3 separate regions of the Mus musculus genome follow, and regions 1 and 2 are each linked to region 3. The links are chromatin contacts, called in public Hi-C maps. All regions are on one chromosome and are shown on one strand. Each heading gives the region's core, a stretch centred on a gene start, on an enhancer-like site or on the middle of the called end of the contact. The rest is flanking DNA. Distances are from core to core; before and after follow the strand shown. Region 1 overlaps Sv2c (synaptic vesicle glycoprotein 2c). Region 2 overlaps Sv2c (synaptic vesicle glycoprotein 2c). Region 3 holds the start of Sv2c (synaptic vesicle glycoprotein 2c).

Region 1 (3,515 bases), core at 968-3,467, 59 kb before region 3:
TTTTCTTCATAGATCTTCATATTAGTTCTTTGAGAATTTTGTCCAATGAGTTGAATTTTGACCATATCTATCCCTCCTCCATTTCCTCCCAAATCTACAAACCCTTCCCACCCAATTCCTCTCCTCTTTTTTTTTTAAATCTCATTAAATTCCAGTTGCATTGAAGCTGTATTCATGGCTACGTGTTCTTCAACTGGAGCATGCTAGAGCTACCAGTGGCAACACTGAAAACCAAATGATGCTCTGCCTCCCAGAAGCAATCAATTCCCAATAGCTCCTCAGCTGGGGGTAAGACTTCATGTCCATCTCCTCTCATACCACAACTAAGCAGGAAATAAACACAATAAGATGGGAGGAAGGCACTGGGTAGCGGCATGGCACGCACTTCTTACCTCTGTGGTCTATCCCCGGGTAGGCATGTGTGTTTACGTGAAGTTGACCCCCACAGCGAGACTTGGTTTTGTTCCAGTGAGCAGCGTGATTCATACAGTTTTCAAACAGCTAGTCTAACACAATTGTACCATTTATTTCTGGTCTAACTATGTTCTCCTGAGAAAACAAAATTACTCAGAGAAAATTCATTACATTTCATGGGGCTGGATAAGCAGGGCAAAATGATCTGAAGGAACCATATTCTAATTGCATCACCATGACACTGGCACCAAGAAGCTATTTCCACAAAATAAAGTCACACTAAGCCCTGCACACTTGGAACCCACACCAGGATTTGTGCCTGTGAATGTGGTTAGAGATGTGAGATTCCCCACACTGTGAAGGAAAAGGCATAAAATATATAGCTACTGTCTATTAGTGCAAAAAAATGTATATCCTTCAGCTGTTGATATTGGCTGTTAGAAAACAAAAAAAAAACAAAGAACTACCTCTCCTGAAATGGTTTGTAGCACCATTTGCCCATGGTCATTACTGTATGCTGGTAAGTAAGGCAAACATTTCCACTCTGTGCTGCTATTTCCCCAAGCTCCCACCCTGGCAACTGTTTAATCCTTACCACAACTGCCAGGGATGTTGGTGGGGAAACCTAAAAGCGAAAGAACAGGGTTCAGTGTGTACCACTCAATGTGAGGGTTACACCTCCAGCCTCAGCAGGCTGATTCCAGATCTGCAATGCCCAAACCACACACTCACAATATCCCCAGGCCTTGCAAATGCCATTATGTCTTAGAAACGCTGGGCTAGATGATGTAGTTTTAAAATTCACATTTTGAATAAGAAAGCATGGTGAGATGGGGTAAGACACACATACCAAATTCTGATACACTGATTCCTAAGCTCTGGCCAGCACTGGATGTGACTCCAATAAAGAGAGACAAGGAGATCAATGAGTTGTATGCTAATACCAGGCTCCTAGAAGACCTGGTATTAGCATACAACTCTCTCTACTCTCCCTTTACCAACACAGGCAGTAGCAAAGTCATCCAGATAAATTTTAATGCCAGATGATCAAATGATAAATTATTATTATTATTTTAGTATCAGTATGTCCCAAATATCACACATGGCATTTTTATGGGAAAAATTGCACTATTATTTCTACACTTTAAATTTAAGTAGATTGTGTGAGAGTTCAAGTTTATCTGAACTCTAACTTCCCCTTATGCTGGAATATCTGGAGAGTTGTATCGAGTGGCAAATAGAGAGGAACATAGCAGGCTGAATTATGTAGTTTAAGGCTATTCCTAAGAGTTCACACTAGCCTGCATACTAACTAGTCATGGATAGGATGTGGAATATCAGAACACAAATGGCAAGCAGGCTGTGGGGACAAGAGAATTCATCACAAGAAGGGAGCCCAGAAGATAAAAGAACAGCTATAGATGGGGACCATGTCCCAGTGAGTAAAGAAGCTAAAACGTTGAAGCCTTCAATCTATGGTGTATCAATTCCAAACTCTTAAATCGTTTTTTTTTTTTCTGACCATAGGAAAAAAATTAAGCTGCTGATGTAAGGCTTTTAACTGAGGCACGGTCATTAGTCTTGTTTGAGTCTAGAGAAACAGAATTACAGTAATGGACCAAAAGGTCAAATCGCCAGCATCCTTAGCCCACTTGGCTACGCGCCTGGCATTGATCTTCATGTCTTGGATGTGTGCCATGGGGTCCTGGCTGGAGAGTTAAGCTCATACGCACTTTGCTGTTTATCAACAGATCTAATTATTCAGCTTCTTACACCACAGCACAGAGCATCAAAGGATGAATCAGGCACAGTTCAGATGGCAGCACGGACAGGAGAGAAAGGGCACGGAGGGAAAGGATAGCACTGAGGCTGTGCTGAGCCATCAGGGCGTGGTCTTAGTTGTGTGTCTGTTTTATAGTGTGTTAACATTTCAGGAAACAAAAGCTCACCATGTTAGTTACCACCGTTGGGAGGCAATTCCCATCTCTCCCACTAAGCTACACCCCACCCTAAGAGGTTTGTAATTTGTTTATGGTTTTCTTCATTTGTTTTTGCTTTTGCTTTTTTGAGACATTTAGAAAGTATGTAAATCACATTGACTTCCATAGTTCTAGCAAAAGAGCTTTGGCTCTAACAGCTTATTTTATCCTCACCCCCTAAAAACCTCCAAAAAGTTCTCATTTAGCAAAAAATTCTACCAGCAAGTGACATTTTATGATTATCTGATTCCACATAAATTAATAATTAACTGCTGAATATTTGAGGTCTTATGTTAGCCCCCTCTGGCTTTTAAGAAACATATTTCATTGAAACCAAATCCTTCCTTCAAATGCTGCCCAGGGAAAGAAACCAAAGTCACCAATCTGGCATATTCATGAGAGGTCAAAATAGTAAAACCAGGGCCCTGAGTTAGTCTGAAATTGCTTAGGGGACGCTGCAAGAGGAGCCATGACTGACTAAGAGCAGAGCCCATCTGGACCCTGAATTCTGGGAAGCTTCTGGCAACAGGCAGAGAAAGAGAGAAAATAGCTCTCATCTGTGCAGGGATGATCATCAGTTCCAGCATCCCTCTGAACACAGAAAATTAATGTAGTCTCTCTCTCTCTCTCTCTCTCTCTCTCTCTCTCTCTCTCTCTCTCTCTGTGCGTGTGTGTGTGTTAGTTCTGTGATGTGTTAAATTATCCCATTTTTAATTGTTTCTATGGAATGGCGCTGGGTCATGAACCCAGGTCCTCAAGCTCACATGGGCTCTTGTACCAATTCATATCCTTACCCTATTCTTTTGCTTGTTTTGTTGTTTATTTGTTTGGCTTGACTTTTTGTTTTTGAGGCAGTCTATGTAGCCCAGGCTACCTTTGAACTCTGATTCTCTTGTTTCAGCTTCCCACAAGCTCACACTAAGCTTAGGAAATATAGTAGACCATGCCTACCTAGAGATGGACCTACCATGGGATGGTGCACATTCCCAGAGATGTACAGTAGGCATCCTAGTAGACCTACTGTGGAATAGAGGGCATCCCCAGGGGTGTGAGCCATTATCATTCTCTTTTCTATACACTTTGCATCGATTGCACATTACCAGATGTTTTAAGAATGTGGCC
Region 2 (3,765 bases), core at 16-2,515, 33 kb before region 3:
CATGGGGAAAAAAAACCCACAGAGAGTAAGAGGGAGTCAGGAGGATGAATAGAGAGACACACGGGAAGTGGAAGGGAGGGGCATTCAATTTTAGGGGTTTTGGAGATAGTGTGGAGAAGGCAAACATCCTTTTGGGGTGTCGGCTGAGGAGGAAGGTCAGCTGGATGATTTCTCTGCCTCTCTGAGCTAGCAGGCGTTCACCACAGTTTCTGGCTCCTTAGTCTTTACTGGTAAAATGGAATGTTTGGGGTTTTGTTTTTAAAAAAAACAACACATCATCTATAAATTAGATATGTCTACCTTGTATGTTTAAAGGTTGCTATAGAGCCAGCTAAATACTCATTGACTTAAAGATGAAAAACTAAAAGCAGTAATACGTCCTGTCTATTTCCTCAGTACAATAGGTGCTCCCCATTCCTTATAAGAACTCAGCATCCCTTGAGAAACAGGCACCTCAAACATCTTGAAATGAGCTACGTTGTAGACATAAATGGTGGTCTTGTTTAGGAGTCAGATACACACGTGGGCCCCAGCACTGCTTTTGTCCGTATTAGCCTGACAGCACTAACTCGAAATGGGCAAGAAGAGTGATTTAAGACTAAAACAGAAAGGCCACACTTGGCCAACAGGATCTTCTAGCTGGTGAATGCCAGTTGACTCGGTATTAAAGAATGGAAGAGTGTAGCTTGTAGTCAGAACTTATCACTTAGCAGTGATGCTGAAGTTTTCTTTCCAGAATGGAAAGACCGATAACTGGCTAGGTTGGCTGTGCCCTGCCCCACCCTAAGAGCATAGCTGGATGTCAAGGGGCTGAGACTCACTCTCTCCATCATTTACCACTGCCGTGTCTGCCAAGGTTTAGCCCACAAAGGAAAACCCTAATAGGCATGTGTGTTTCTAGTTTGTCTGTCCATCCTGCTGCAGGAACCAGGGTCATGTGGTTGGCAACTTTGTAGAGATTTGGTGCAATGTGAAAGCATAGCCAGAGAATCACCTCTGCCTCCTTTGCATCACCCTGATTGACGGCAAGAACCTCCCCAGACCCCAGTTAAGCCCCAGGAATTTCAACAGGTGAGCTGGTGTGCTTTTTTCCCCCTCAGTATCTCATGGTTTCCTTTTGCTTTGTCTAACTTTTACTTGGTAAATGTTTCATTTTGCCAGGTTCCTGAAAGTGGCCACAAATGCAGCTGCCTGTGTTTACTTGGGCCACACCTGAGCACAGAGACAAAATCCCCAGAGCACTGTCCCTGTGGAATACCCAATGCCATGTTTCCCTAGCTTGTGGTCTCCAGAAAGGAGGGGCCAGAGCCTCCCCAAACATCGCCATAGATACTCTATGGCTCTAGGGAGAAGCAGCTTTGGGACCAAGAAGGTTATTGATGCACAAGTTCCCCACAGAGCTTGGAAAAAGCAAGAATTCTGCACCAGCACAAGACTCTATGCTCTGTGTGTTCAGGGTTTAGTGGGTGCACAGCAGTCCTGTGGGCTGAGAAACGGGCCTGGAGAGGCAGGTCTTCACTTCAAGGATCTCTCTCTCTCTTTCCTTCTCTCTATCTCTCTCTGTCTCTCTCTCTCTCTCTCTCTCTCTCTCTCTCTCTCTCTCTCTCTCTCTCTCTCTCTCTCTCTCCTGCATGTATGTGCATATGTGCTTGAATGTGTGTGTGTGTGTGTGTGTGTGTAATAGGAAGAACAATGTAAGATGTTAAAGGAATACTGTAAAAAAAAACACTCTCATTTCTATTTTCTAGTAAAATCTTTACTCTCTCGGGAGACAAGAGCTGCTGAGCTAACTCATTCACAAGATGTAAAGAAAAGACAGAGTGCTTCTCCCTCCTCTGAGATATTTCTTTCTCAATTACAAAATTGAACAAGTAGTGTAAGTTGCAAATGCTTAAGCTCAGAGGTTGGCTCTGAAGGTTGGATTTTGGAGGACAGGACGTACTTCTGCACTGAGGGCCCTCTACCTGGGCTACTGAATATCACATCAGTATATGAGAACTGACTTGCTCCCAGAGTCACAAGGAAAGTCAGAAGCCATCCAAACACATGGATGGATTCCAAGTTCGATAAGGGAAGGGGCAATGTTTTGGTTCGTCTTGGATTCTTTTTTGTTTTTGTTTTTCGAGACAGGGTTTCTCTGTATAGTCCTGGCTGTCCTGGAACTCACTTTGTAGACCAGGCTGACCTCGAACTCAGAAATCCGCCTGCCTCTGCCTCCCGAGTGCTGGGATTAAAGGCGTGCGCCACCATGCCCGGCTCTGATCTTGGATTCTTAATGCCTGAGACGATCTCAAAGCTCACTGCATGCAGCAAATTGGTCTGCTATGCAGTGGGTGCAAACCACCCACAACTGTAAGCACACAGAAGTGAAATAAAGGTCTCTGGGTGCTTTTCATCCAGGGATGTTACTTCCTGTGGGAACACACTACAGTCAATCGCCTTGCAGTACCCCAGGAGCTAAACGCTGATACTATGGAGTGGATAGGGCCTAAATTGAGATAATTAGCCCAAGGGTAGACAAATAGAGGTGCTCACTGGCTAATGAAAACATGTAACAAGAATTCAATATAGATTTGAAGTAAACCACAAAGCCTACAACCCAAACCTAGTCTGAGTCTTTCACACACACCCATGCTGGATACTGGGACTATCCTGTTTCTAGAGCCAAGTATCATTCACCTTTGACCACATGCCCCAAAACTAAGATGGTTTTTGTTAGCTTTGGGGTCTCCAAATCCACTGCAAATTGGACCCCAGAAAAGCTCATTCCTGACCAACAGAAAGACATGATTGGCAACTGATCATATACAGGAATACTTCCGAAGATTCATCACAAACAAAAAAACCTTAGAAGTGTTTCTTAAACAAAAAGGAAGAAGTTGCAGCTAAGACATCCAGAAAATGTCTGGCACCTTCTCCCGATCTCTGAGCAAGTCACTTGCCTTAAATAACATCACGTGTCAGCTGAACACTCTGAGGGCATCCTCTTTGTGGACGAGGTCCTATCTTTGGCCCTTTGGTGTCTCCTCTCCACACATAAGTCACAGAAATCCTTCCAATCACAGGACAGAAGACATTCCTCCCCTCTGTAGGCTCCTGAGGGGTTTCCTTCCCGTGCTCCTGGCCCCACGTGACCTGATACAGCTTCCCAGTTTCACTGTCCACCATTGGCTTCTCTCTATGTAGCCATACTGACCTTTGACATGCCAACCCCCCTTATGCCTCAGAGTCTTTGTGCTTGCTATTCCATCTTTTTGGGATGTTCTTCACCCGGGTTCACTGCTGGAGACCCCTTCCCAACTTTTTTTCTGGGAGGCAGACCCAGGAAAGATCGTCTTCAGCTACATATAAAGTTCACTTTCCAAGAATAAATAAATAAATAAATAAATAAATAAATAAATAAATAAATACAAGCTAAAAGTGGCACCACATAGAGCCACAGGCCATAGCACCCCTACATCACCAAGGGTACTGAGCAGTACCCTTGATCAGTACCTACTCTGACAACACAGTACACAGAATTAACTGTTCATTGTCTGACTTACCCCACACGATAACCCTCACGACAAGCAAGACTCTCTCTCTGGGTCATTTGCATCTAAATCCTAGCACCTAAAAGAACGTGAACATATCATCAAACCACTTGTTAAACAAAGAAAAATAAACAACGTCAGGCAAAGACACTATCAGGCAAAGATAAATCCTATTTGCTGGCCTTCTCAGAACTTTTGAAATGCTAACAGTATTGGAGTGGCATAGTTCCTT
Region 3 (4,057 bases), core at 150-2,649:
GCCTTTGACGCACACACGCGCGCGCTCCCAGACAGGCTGGGTCTCCTAGCCCTCCCTCCACCGCGCCCTCCCCTTGCGGGGCTGTATTTGCATCACGCCCACACGTAGAGGGTGACGCGAGCGCCCCCCCCCCCCCGCTCCCATGGTCCAGGCGGTACTTCCAGAGCTGGTGACTCAGCTCCTCCCTCTCCGCCCCCGCGCGTGGCGGACTGAGGTTCCCGCACGCCCACAGAGATGCTCCTTGTATCTGAGGTGGGGTGCTGGCTTCCCCAGCCAAGTTCATCCCGGCATTCTAAAATCTTTCTTTCCTTCCTGGCCAGAGGCGTTCCAGTTCGCGGGAGAAAGTATTCTCGATTCTAGAGCCCAGTTGGAGAGGAAAAGTCCACCAAGAGAAGATGGTGACCTGTCGCCCATTTCCTCTTGTCCTTAAATTAGATACCTCGGTAGTAATTGTTGCTGCCATCATCATCATCATCATCATCATCATCATCATCATCATCATCATCATCATTGGGGACAGTCCCTCTCCTAAGAAATCCTCACTCTTAGATGCGCTTCGCTGCGCCCCTAGGCGCATAGTGGACGCTCGATAGGGTTTTGCTCAATAGAGGTGCAGTGTTGGAGAAGTGTTGATTCTTACAAAGGGCCACAGCAGGCTTTCCTGCTTTCAGCTTGTGTGTGTGTGTGTGTGTGTGTGTGTGTGTGTGTGTGTGTGTGTGTGTAAGAGTTTGAAAATTGACGGGTTTTCTGCTAGCCTCCCGCAGAGCCGACTGCGGCTCCCCGTGCTTTCCAACCACTTCTGCACATCTGCAGAGGGTTCCCCGCAGAAAAAGTTGAGCCAGAGGCTGCGGGGATGGCTCGCTGATAGTGGGCGCTCCCGGCTGCCTGTTTTGAATAGTCTCTCCAGCCCTCCCTGAAACTCCCCCACCCCTGCGCCCCCAAAGAAGTCGGGAGATGCCTGCAGCTGCCCACCCACCTGCCCTTGAATCCCGAACATAGCGCACCTTTAACCTGCCTCTGCCTAGTAAACCCGGGGCCACTCGACTGCCTCAGTGAGATTTCCTGCTTGCCATCCCAACACAGGTACCCAGCGGGCAGCCTGCCTCACCTGCAGCCGCTTTTCCCGGGCCAGAGCTGGCAAAGTTGCGCTAGTTGCGCTTCTGGAAGGCTGCAAAAAGTTCTCTGGTTACAACGCTGGGTCTCCCGGCACAGAAGAAAAACCTAGCACGGAACGAGCCCTTGCCACGGTTGCGGGGGACTCCTTACTCACCGTTTCAGGCGCCGGGGACCCCCTGCCCTGAGCCACCGCTCTGCACTGCAGCCGTCGCCTTGCGAGCACCCCTCCGCTTGCAGCCCGGGGCCGCCTCGGTCTGCCACTCTCTCCTGCAGCGCGCGCAGTGGTGACTCCTTTGAGCTAGTCGGCAGCGAGAGGAGGGGCGGGAAAGTGGCTCCCGGCGGCCACGCTGCGGTCCTCCTCCTTCGCCTCCTCCCTTCGGTGCTGCAGTGGCGGGCGGCGGCGTGGCTAGAGTACAAGCGATGCGCAGGGAGGGGGTTACGGCGCGCGGGGGAGGAGGGCGCTGTGCAAGGCTGGGCGAGCTCCCGGTATGATGCGGAGGTGTTGCTGCGGTTCGGGTCGGGGGTGGGGAGGGGTGCGGTGGGGGTTGGCTCCAAGTGGCAGGTACTTTTGGAGAAGTCAGAGCTCAGTTTGTAGCAGGAGGAGGAGGCGGGGTGGGGGGCGTCGATAAGGCACCCGTGCTGAATTAGTCACCGAGTGTGACTGTGCGCTGCTCGTTTGGCAGCCCCTTGGGTCGGGTCCATCAAAGCACAAGGAAATTGTTGATTGCTGGAGGCCAGTGCCTCGGGAAGGAGGGCTTTTGTTCTGTTTCTGAGCCTGGAACTGGTTAATTTTGACTAGGCTTTCCGTAAGTCAGGAGTAGCTGATCACCCCCGCCTACCCCCCAATCTCCATGCTAGCACACGAGACAAAACTTGGGGTGTAGCGGAAGGAACTCCACGTGCGGGATGTGTGTATGTGTCCCTAAACCAGGGAGGGCCAGGGAGCAGCCGGAACTCCGGGTGGGGGGATTTCTAGCATTTTTAATAGGAGAGAGAGAGAGAGAGAGAGAGAGAGAGAGAGAGAGAGAGAGAGAGAGAGAGGTGAGAATATTGCTCTTGTTCTCAGGAATGCCTTAGAGGGTGAGAAACGGCAACCTTAGCCTCACCTTAGCGCTGGGGCTGGACTATACCAACTGGAACTCATCCTGGAGAGACCACACCCAAGTATCTACTCCGTCTTGGCAGGGCAGAGCGTCATCCTGTTACCCATCCGCTCATCGGAAGGGACAAAGTGGGAAGCCAGACATCCTCATAAAGTAGACCCTACCAGCTCCGAGCTCTCGTGAAACTCGTGTACTTTGGAAGCTCCCCGACCCCCGGCAGGTGCCCGCCGCGCAATCATTACCCTTGTAATGGTAACCCCGAGGAGCGAGACAAAGCGAGGCGCTGGTGGGAGCTGCAGTGGGTAGATCTCTCACACAATCTCTCCCTGGATGAGTTCATGCGAGAGTAAATAGCCTGAAAGATTGAATAGGTGGCTAAATGCTTGGCTGTGCCGATACATAAGTAAACAATGCATGTAAATGTTTGTGTTGCTGGAGAAGAGCAGCCGGGCTCTTCAGAGATCCAGGCGGTCTGGAGGCTCTCGCTAAAGAAGCTGGTGGGGACCACGTGGACCGCCTGGGACAGATAACTCCAGCTTGCTATAATCCGTGTGTGCCACAATTCAAGATGAGATGAAGAGAGGAAAATGGAACCAGCCTCCAACCTCTGGCTGCCCCTCCTTGCTGCTCTGGCATTCCGAGACTCAGGATTCCCAGGCCCTGTTGAGCCTACAGTTTCTGGACCGATCTTTGAAAAATCCATCTGGATTGTGTGTTTTGCTTAAATGCTTTGCGGTTTGTACCACTTACTGTGGTGCTGTGAGATGAATGATTGGAATGGTTAAAAATTAACCCACTCATTTAGACATCCTTCCTGTGCATTCTTACTTAATAAACAATTATTTGGGGTAAAACATCTGTGTTGCTACCAATGTAAGATACCATGTAGGCACAGGTGTGCTCCAGCATCGGTGTGAAATTTTTAAAAACGTAAATCGTATCTGGATCTATGTGGCGTTGCAAAAGGTGCTGGTAATTCATTTACTGCCCTGATGGATACCTCTTTGAGGGCGTGCCAGTAATAGTTGCATAGTAATTTATTATTTCTCCAAATGATGGATGTATAGAGAACAATGAGATGAACCTTAAAAAACAAAACAAAACAAAACAAACAAACAAAAAACAGTTAACACACTTCCTGGTATGGGACTCTTCCTTCAACCAGTTCTTGTGGGGTCCATGGACTCTCACAGGGTGAGTGGACTTTCTAGCTCTGGATTTTCCCTTCTTGCTACATTTGAAGATAACAGCTCCTGTAGTTCCCCTAGACAGAGCTGAGCTATATATGGCATTTAAACATTGTGTCTTTGAAGTACAGGGGTTTCCTTTGGTGATGATGAGGGAGGGAGATAGCTTTCATTGGTCCCGCTGAGCACACTTACTAGCAAGTGTCAGCCATTTTTTCTCTTCTAAAAACATTGGTCTCATAGGAGCCTATGTAGGTAAAGATGCATAACTGCCCTGTAGTCACCACACCTCAGGGCTCTTGAAGTCACTACCTTTCTACCAAAAAAGAATTTCATTCAAAATTCACCTCAAAAACCAAGTCTTCCTGAGCAGCCAATAGGATCTGTCTTTGCATCCGCAAACTGGTTTCACTTTTTAGAGAAGACATACAGGTGCTATGGTTACACAAGAACCATAGTGCCTAACACAGAGTGGCCACAGAATAAGAATTATTCCTACTTCCCCCATAAATAGAGGAAAGTTTCCCAAAGCTTCTGTATGCTGCTTCCTGCAAGCTCAGAATAGCATCTGGCTTCCATGGCAGGGGTCTAGAGAGAGCCCCATACCTTTGTATCACAAGCCCCTACGTATCCAGCTCTTTTCTCTGTCAC

The links. A called contact is a pair of places that touch in the nucleus more often than the background predicts.
Region 1: a Hi-C map of the N1E-115 cell line shows a contact between it and region 3, with 2.6 times the contacts expected there. The contact joins the enhancer-like site here to the promoter of Sv2c in region 3. A contact is called at or near these places in 2 of 39 promoter capture datasets (hippocampal neurons and macrophages), 2 of 484 Hi-C or Micro-C datasets (the N1E-115 cell line and cardiomyocytes), 1 of 115 datasets of contacts at active chromatin or transcription factors (embryonic hindbrain) and 3 of 9 other capture datasets (adipose tissue, liver and pancreatic islet).
Region 2: a Hi-C map of olfactory sensory neurons shows a contact between it and region 3, with 1.9 times the contacts expected there. The contact joins the enhancer-like site here to the promoter of Sv2c in region 3. A contact is called at or near these places in 1 of 39 promoter capture datasets (macrophages), 1 of 484 Hi-C or Micro-C datasets (olfactory sensory neurons), 1 of 115 datasets of contacts at active chromatin or transcription factors (embryonic hindbrain) and 3 of 9 other capture datasets (adipose tissue, liver and pancreatic islet).

What each region holds. Positions count from the first base shown.
Region 1 is chr13:96,071,589-96,075,103 of GRCm38.p6, forward strand. The region is part of intron 2 of Sv2c (synaptic vesicle glycoprotein 2c); the gene reads right to left. Among named protein-coding and RNA genes, the nearest start is that of Sv2c, 59 kb to the right of the region's middle. Within about 2 kb of position 2,218, at least 12 of the 459 cell types and tissues checked have an H3K27ac peak or open chromatin away from gene starts, as enhancers often do. A contact at or near this core is called in the N1E-115 cell line, where this site is marked.
Region 2 is chr13:96,098,211-96,101,975 of GRCm38.p6, forward strand. The region is part of intron 1 of Sv2c (synaptic vesicle glycoprotein 2c); the gene reads right to left. Among named protein-coding and RNA genes, the nearest start is that of Sv2c, 32 kb to the right of the region's middle. Within about 2 kb of position 1,266, at least 3 of the 459 cell types and tissues checked have an H3K27ac peak or open chromatin away from gene starts, as enhancers often do. A contact at or near this core is called in olfactory sensory neurons, where this site is marked.
Region 3 is chr13:96,131,178-96,135,234 of GRCm38.p6, forward strand. It overlaps Sv2c (synaptic vesicle glycoprotein 2c), which reads right to left and starts at 1,400. Exons shown (of 13, transcript NM_029210.1): 1 at 1,271-1,400. It overlaps Gm29543 (predicted gene 29543), which reads left to right and starts at 1,548. Exons shown (of 2, transcript NR_167969.1): 1 at 1,548-1,602; 2 at 2,183-3,073.